Regions from separate parts of the Cricetulus griseus genome. Here region 1 is linked to region 2. A link is a contact called in public Hi-C data. All regions are on one chromosome and are shown on one strand. The core of a region is the stretch at or near the end of the contact, and the rest is flanking DNA. Distances in the headings are between cores, read along the strand shown. Region 1 holds the start of Fosl2 (fos-related antigen 2). Region 2 has its middle 54 kb from the start of Fosl2.

Evidence for each region. Hi-C and Micro-C count contacts between places; a contact is called where the count stands out from the background.
Region 1: a Hi-C map of the CHO-K1 cell line shows a contact between it and region 2, with 5 times the contacts expected there. The contact joins the promoter of Fosl2 here to the enhancer-like site in region 2. A contact is called at or near these places in 5 of 8 Hi-C or Micro-C datasets (the CHK-Q cell line, the CHL-YN cell line, the CHO-K1 cell line and 1 more).

Annotation. Positions count from the first base shown.
Region 1 is chr7:12,335,898-12,340,050 of CriGri-PICRH-1.0, reverse strand. It overlaps Fosl2 (fos-related antigen 2), which reads left to right and starts at 1,255. Exons shown (of 4, transcript XM_027424424.2): 1 at 1,255-2,207. The coding sequence starts at 2,106.
Region 2 is chr7:12,282,805-12,286,817 of CriGri-PICRH-1.0, reverse strand. No RefSeq gene overlaps it. Among named protein-coding and RNA genes, the nearest start is that of Fosl2, 54 kb to the left of the region's middle. Within about 2 kb of position 1,752, at least 2 of the 6 cell types and tissues checked have open chromatin away from gene starts, as enhancers often do. A contact at or near this core is called in the CHO-K1 cell line and fibroblasts, where this site is marked.

The sequences.
Region 1 (4,153 bases), core at 6-2,505, 54 kb before region 2:
TACAGAAGGAAATTGAGACTGCAGACTCGCCCAAGATCTCACAGCTCGTAAATAGCATGGCCAGGCGTTCATACTCCAAGGCCTGCGCTCTTTACCCTGTGCACCACCCCGCCCAGCAAGGCGGGAAGAGCCAGGAGTCCGGCCACGCGTGCCCTGAACTTTGCTCCAAAACAGCTCAAGGCAACTTGGGGTACATCTCTCGGCCCCCCAGTTTGTTTGTTTGAACAGCTTGGTTTGCTTTTAAGGCCTGGTTGCTGCTATTAGATGCGACCAAATTGTCTAGCACAGGGGACTCCCGCAATGTCTCGCTAGCTAGTTTCATCTTCAATAGCACTTCTAGCAAATTAATTGGAAGGTCAAAATAAAAAACAAAAACAAACAAACAAACAAAAAACCCAAGAGCACACACATACAAAAGGGAAGCAGTGGGCAGCCAGGCTCCGAGGGGGAAATGGGCAGGCCAGCCCCGCCTGGCGGCGCCGTGCCGCACCCCGCCAAGACCCGGCCGCAGGGCGGCGCGGGTGCCCGGTGCGTCCAGGACGCCTGCTGTACCGGGCGGCGCCGCGGAGGGTGCGGACGACTGCGCACGGCCGCGCCCTCCCCGCGAGCGGCTCTGAGCGCCGGGCTCTGGGCCTCGCTGTGGCGCCGCACTGAGCCACCCGTCTCGGCTTCAGGGCTGCGATTGTTTTCTAAAACCCGGGGCCCGAGCCCGCGAGGCCGCTTTCGGGGCCCCGCCCCGCGCCCCTTTCTTTTGGGGTGGGGATGGTGGGTGCGCGCTTGGGAGCGGGCAAGGGAATCCCTCTCCCTCCACGTCACCCGAAAGCGAGGAAACCCGCACTCGCGTCCTCTAACGCAAATGACCATCTTTGGCAACGTGCGCCAATGGAACAGACCAAGGGCGCTGCGCCCCGGGGGGTGGAGGAGCTCGGCAAGAACTCAAGCGGCCTCGGCGCCCCCAAAGTGCCAGGGCCGCACGCTCCCACCCTCACCACCACCCGCCTTTCTTGCGCGGGGTGTGCGGCTGGCGTCAGCGTGACCGCGAGCAGGGCTGGGAGGGGAGCGCCGTGCCCGCCTCCTCCCCTCCCGCGCCTCTTCCTCCTCCTCCTCCTGGTCCCGGGCCTCCTCCCCCGCCGCCTCGAGAGCTCCTCCCAGCAAGGTGGAGTCTAGCGTTGACGTGAGTCGATCCACATGGTGCGGGGCTGGAGAATAAAGAGTGTGGAGTTGAACTCGTGCCATTGTAGTGACTCATCTCGGGCAGAACGCAGGGGCTTGAAGCGAGACAGCGAGCTGCGCTCGGCAGGGACTGAGAGAGAGAGAGAGAGAGAGAGAGAGAGAGAGCGAGAAAGGGGGAGAAAGAGAGAGAGGGAGGGCGAAGCGAGGCAAGACGCTCGAGGCCAGCTCGTCCTGGAGCGGACACCGGGTGCAGGTCACTGCGACGCGGAGCCACGTCCCTCTTAGCACTGCTCAGCCTGGAACCCCACGGGCACTGTCCCGCCGGCGCGATCCGGGCAGCTGGACAGGCGCTCACTGCCTTGTCCTAAGTCAAGTGTCCGAGTCGCCGGGAAACTCAGGCGGCGAGTTGGCCACAGGAAGTTTATTCTCGGGCTCCTTTTCTAAAAGGAGGAAACAGAAGTTTCTCCCAACCGGCAGCTTTTCTTTTTCGCCTTTTTGGCGCCCTGTGAGATTGGGGAGGGAGTCCCCCAGAGCTGCCAAGCAACACCCGCTGGGCTCCTAGTCTTTTTTGCGTTGCCCATTTTTGATCCAGCCCGTGGGTCCCGGCGGAGCTCCGGCTGCGCGCGGGGGCGGAAGGGCGCGCGCAGGGGAGGGACCGAGGGACGCGCCGACTTTTTAGAGGGAGGGACCCGGTGGACAGCCGGTTCCGCGGAGCTTGCAGAGCAGAAACGAAGTGCGGTGCGCGGCGATCGGGGGATCACTTCCCGAGTGTCGCCGCCTCCCTGTCTGCCTCGGTTGGGGGACAGCCCCGGAGCCAAGAGCCCAGCCCGCGGCGGGGCCGGTGGACCAGCGAGCGCGCAGCAGACTGCGCGGCCGCGGCGAGGGCGGGGAAGAAAACCACCCTGTTTCCTCTCCGGCCCCCACCGCGGATCATGTACCAGGATTATCCCGGGAACTTTGACACCTCGTCCCGGGGCAGCAGCGGCTCTCCTGCGCACGCCGAGTCCTACTCCAGCGGTGGCGGCGGCCAGCAGGTACGTGCGGGCCCGGGTGCACCTGGCGGCACCGGCTGACTCCTTGCCCTCTCCTCGCTCTCACTGCCTCCATCCCCAACCTCCGTCTTTACCCTTCCTTGGCTGGGCTAGAAAAATACTTAGGGGCCACCGTTGATAAGTTGTGGGGTTTTGTTCTGTTCCGCCCCACCCACCCCACCACTTTTTTTTTTTTTTTAAACAAGCGGAGAGTGGGCTTAAAGAGCCAATAACAACCCCCCTCTCCGGCTTCTCTCACTTTATTCCAGAAAAGCTTCTGGAATTGTTGGTCCCCTCTTGGAAGCCTGTTGCCTCCTTCCGAACGCTCTCCCCTCCTTTTCCACCTTCCCCTTTCTCGGTGGTGGATAGACAAGGAAATCTTTGCGCCTCCTAAGTCCCCTCCCAATCGTCAAAGACCATACAACGAAGGCCTTTTAGCCTTTCCTTTTTCTGTTTTCCTTCGGTCTTAGCAGCTTTCTGAAATGGGTTGGGGACTCAGAAATACGGTTGGGCTCCTTCAAGTGATCCGGAGGGAGGGCTAGGGTTGCCTCTGGGAATCAGGTGCGAAGGTCAGGAAGGAAGAAGCTGGCTTTGATTGGCTCTTGACACCTCTTGTGCTCACCCCCCTCCCAGCTTCCGGTGAGGGTTGGGCAGGAACCTGTACTGTCCCGGAGAGCAGAACCTTGGGGGGCTTGGGGATACCTGGGGCAAAGAAGCTGGCAGAAAGAAGAGGGAGAACGAGACATCACTTGGGCTCCTGAGTAGTGGTTTTAGAAGTAGAAAAACAACTTGTTTCTAAAGCAGGCAGACTGGTTTCCATTGGAGGGATTCTGCCCGCACTCCGTGTGTCTGTAGGATACCAAACGGGTACTGGTGAAGTGGTGGTGCTGGTGGGGTACCTGACTTGTGTAGCACACACACTGTCTCATGAGGGAACTGCATGAGCTTACATGGTCCTCTGCCGCCCGAAGCCCTCTGGAGTTCCTAGCCAAGTTGGCTGCAGCAGCGTGAGTTACTCCATAAGGCCATGGCTATGGCCTTGGCTTTGGCCTCCAGCAGTCAACCCGATGGGGGGGGGGCGCTTCCAGGGAAAGATGGACTGAGCTGGGAAATATAGTAAAAACATGTCTTTCTTTGTAATCCGAAAAAGAGGAGCACCTCTCTCAAAGTAATGCCCCATGTCGAGTGAGTCCCTCCAAATGGCTTTTCTGTGTCTTCTCTCTAATCCCTACATACCTGCTAAGCACCTACTGTAGAGAGCCTGGTCTTCACAGAGGGTGCAGTCAATGGACCCTTACTACTGAAGTGATGAGTTTTAAGGCTTATCTAAAAAGTCATTGGTTATGTTTGCATCCCAGCCCAGTGGGTGATTTGTGTTGAACCAAAACATCATTCACTTTATACCTGTCCCCGGACTTTCTAGTTCAATAACCCCACCCCACCCCACCCCACCTCCCTCTCTTTCCCCAGCCAACATTGGAGCTTTGTATTTCTGTTTCTTTCACTAATGAGATGGAGCCATTGACCAGTGACACAGTGCAATCTCCCTGCCTGGTGCTTGGCTCAAACTCTGGGGCCTGGATGGGAAGTCAGACCGGACATCAGTGCCCCAACTGAATAATCTGTGTCACTAGGGCTTTGAGCCCAGGATATGAGCAGAGGCAATTCCTTGTTTTGGAAGCAAATCAGACAGGAAACCAATGCTAGGACGAAGGAAGACAGAGCTCCGTCCAGCAGTGTGTAATGGGGCCTCATTACCGAAGCAAAAAGCAGCTGTTAGCTAATTCCTAGCATGCTGTAACACATGAGGATTTTGCAATTAGCAACAACCAATACATGGGATCCTCAGGTCTGTCTGCCCATTCTGCTCAGTAGCGAGAGCAAGAAGTCTCTCAACCCAGAGGGATTGGCAAGGTAACACCTCTTTGGCCAAGTTTCACCATGGCCTC
Region 2 (4,013 bases), core at 503-3,002:
TAGAGTTCAGAATCTGGGAGACCCAGGAAAGGCAAGGAGCAGCCTCCAAGCCCACATCTACCCTGATAGCACTGGAGCAGCAGAATGGTTGGTCCTGGTCTCTCAGTATGACCCAGAGAACACCACACTCCAAAGGCTCATTGGGCAGAAACAGTGGCTCTGAGAGAAGTCACCCCAGTGACCTGGTCCTTTGTGAACCTCCCAGAAAGTCACTCTGTACACTAAGAAAGGTCCCGGTGGCTTGTCTAGCATCAGGAATCCTCACTGGTAAATGGCAGTAGGGACTGGAGAGTTATCTCTTACACACTGAGTAGATTACTCAAGGTAACCTGCCTTGTAGGAAACTGCTAGCAAGCCAAGCCTGATGTTGAAGAATGTTAGCTAGGAGACACTGTTTCTCTGGCCTGGAGGCTAATGGGGAGCAATTAATTTTGAGAGAGGGGTCTCAATGTGTGGATCAGGCTGAATTCAAACTAATAATCCTCCTTCAGCCTTCCAAGTGCTGAGATCACAGGTACCCCCATGCCCAGCTCATAATATACTCTTCCAAATTCATAGTCCATCTGTCTGGAAAGGTTTTGAGCATTACCTTCCATTCTCATATAAAACAACTCAGAAGAAATCCTGTAGCTCCTGAAAAGCAGTCCTCAAGGTATGTGAAGAACATTGTTTGGAGCTTCTTGGGGAGTAGCTGCTTGGGGAGTGTTTTATGCCACTGTCTGGTGAGAACACGGAGGTGGGGCTGCCTCATGCTTCACGGTCCTGGTGTTATTTTCCATACCATCCATGTCCTGACTACGCCCATGTTAGGTATGGGGAAACTGGTGTTTCAGCCCTATTTACCAAGTGCCAGGAGAGTCTAGCTTGCATGTTGTTTTGCCTCTATTAGTATTCTTAACTCGCACTGTAACTCTAAGAATGTTAAAGAGACATTTCAAAATGCATTGAATTAATACATTCCTTTGCTCTGACCCCATGTCCACTAACTGTTCCAAAATGAGACACATGGAAATGGAAAATAGACACAAAGTATTTGCTTGACTGACACCATGAATTTGGGTGTCCCTCAAAGCATAAACACACACACACCCATTGTACACACACACCTTGCAAGGGTGATCCCTGGGGTTGGAGCCCTTCTAAAGCAGCTGAGGCTGGGCTGGCAATTTCAGACCTGCTTCTGTACCGCACTGTACTGGGGTGGAGCTGGGTAACTGGGTCAGAAACAGTCAGCCCCATCCTTAAAGGAGACAGTCGTCTGTCCCCACTCATCTAGGATGGCGTTACAGTTGTTACCTGTTGCTGAGAAAGGCTACTATCACTCTGGGTCTATTAAGAGAGAGCAATGGCTGGGCCTAGAGAGATGGCTCGTTGGTTAAGAGCACTTGACTGCTCTTCCAGAGGTGTCCAATTCTCAGAGTTCAATTCTCAGCAACCACCGGGTGCTCACAACCACCTGTAATGGGATCTGATTCCCTCTTTTAGTGTGCATGAAGACAGGGCACTCACATACATAAAATACATGAATGAAAAAGGAAAGAGCAGTGGATTCAGACTTGTAATTCATTACTAAATAAAGGCCAGCCTCCCTGTGCCACGCCACACACACACACACACACACACACACACACACACACACACACACACACCAGGCCTTTTGTGTTGTCTGGACTCCTGGTACAGATAGACCTATGTGGCTGTGCTCTAGGGAGCGTTGAACTCATTCACCCTCCCAGCTGTGACGCGCACGAGCCTCTTACTCATCCCGATGTCATCAGTCATATTTCCAGGAGTGAGTAATTCAGGGAGGGAGGTGTGGTACTGGTGGGGGGGGGCATGCTGGAGAGGCAGTGTGGTCCAGGAAGAACCCCATCTCTCTTCCTCCAAAGCAGGAAATGTTCCACTTCTTAAGAAAAGATGCACCCTTCATCTGCTGTAAAGTGGGCGTGTAGTCATCAAATGTAGGCAGTTTAGGGACAGCAGAGTCTAAAGGACTTCTCTCTTCACCCCTCGGTATTCAGAGAAGTCTGTGTTAACCAGAAGAGGAGCCAGTGGAACTCCTTTTGGACTTACTAAGATGTTAATTCATGTTTATCAAGCATATGACTTCCACTTTGGCCTATGGGTGCCCCCGTCCGACCCCTGGCATGACTTACTAGTGTTCCATCAATGGAAAATATCAGGGTTGGGATTAGAATGCAAAACCCTTGATTCCCAGTCCAGCCTTGCCATGGGCTATGAAGATTTCCTCTGAGATGAAGGCCTTGTCAACTTTGACTTGTTTTTTGATCCTCCAGGATCAAATTTCAAGCTGGGCTCAGCTTGGACCTAACTCGGTTTCTGCTGCCATACTTTGAAGTTCAAGAGTGAGTGTTCATGTTCATGTTCAAGTTCAGGACAGACCTGAATGCCTTTGAAACAGAGCTCCCCAGCCCCTGCTTCTCTGGTTTTTGAGACAGGGTCTCTTGTACCATCCAAGGCTGGCCTTGAATTTCTAATTCTGCTGCTTCTAATCCAGTGTTCTGAGATTACAGGCCAGTACCACCATATGTAGCTTAAAGACTCTTTTGGACACAATAACAGGCCAGGGGATCATGAGTCAGATGAGGGCTAGTAGTCCTGCCCACATTCTGTGAGGTGCCTAAGTGTCTTAGTGGCCCAGGCTTAAGGCATAAGGGCCCACAGTCAGCATTCAGCTTTGGAGTGACTAGTATTTTAGTCTGTGTCTTTGTTTCTTAGGTTGCCTAGCTCACTTCTCCCCAGGGAACTGTTAGGGAGCATCCTTAGTTTCCTGCAGAAAGAAGCTCCAGTGGGAAGCATGCTTAGGAAAAGAACTTGAGTTTTGTGAGCATCTACCATGTCTTGGGATTGACCCTGTGCCTTACACTGATGAACTTTCTGGATTGTCACATTTGTTCCCTGTGATGCAGACAACATCTTCCTTGTGTTTCTGTGGAAACATAGGCTTCCAGGACCTGGAACTAGGGCTCTGTCACCTTGATACGAAATAAAGGGGCCAGCTGTGAACCCAGATCTGGTGGCATGATGATCACTGCCACCCTTCTGTAGAAAGTCCTATGATAACCTCACCCAGGACTCTAGCTGCAGATGTTGCTCAAAGAGGAAGACATGACCCAGTGGTGCTGCCTCCAGCCCTCCACATTCACCTATTGAAATCTTAACTCCTAGGATCTCTGAATATGACAACATTTAGACAAAAGACATTTATTTTTGCATTTATGGTTTATTTATTTACTTGTTTGTAATCTGGTCTCATGTAGCCCAGGTTAGACTCAAACTCAATATATAGTTGAAGATGGCCCTAAACACCTGAGCGCTGAGATTACAGGCACATGTCATGCCTAGCTGAGAAAAGGCCTTTAAAGAGATAATTACCAGGAGATCACAGGCCCCATTCCAATGTGACCAATAGCCTTTTATTGTATTGTTGGTTTTTTGAGACATACTCTCACTCTGTAGCTCAGACTAGCCTGGAACTCACTATATGTAGCTCAGGCTAGCCTCAAACTGTGGCAATTTGACCATTGCCTCCCCCTGAGCACAGTAGGTGCTGGACTGAATCCATGTTTGCTGACCTGCCAAAGGAAGGAAGTGTGGTGACTGGCCAGTGAACACCAGAACACAGAACCTCTCAACAGGCAGGGACAATTCAAATGTTGATTTCTGCAACCATCTCCTTCCTTCTGTCGAAACTTCCTGTTTCTGAGGAACGGAGATTTTTTTTTCTTTTTTCACAGATCCCAGAGGGCGTCCAGTAAACCCAGCAACTATTACCAAATTGTTCTGGTTTTGATGAGCTCAGTGGGTGTGAATCAAATGCGGGCAGACTACAGAGTTTCCCTTGAAATAGTCTCAAATTAATGTTAGCAGGAGGAGCACAAATATGTCTGGGACTTTAGTGCCTGCAAGAAATGGGCAATGTTGGCACCCAAAGCCAGGTAGGGTGGCTTCATTCTTCTGGAAGAACAGTGGCGGCTCAGGGCCCCAGGGGA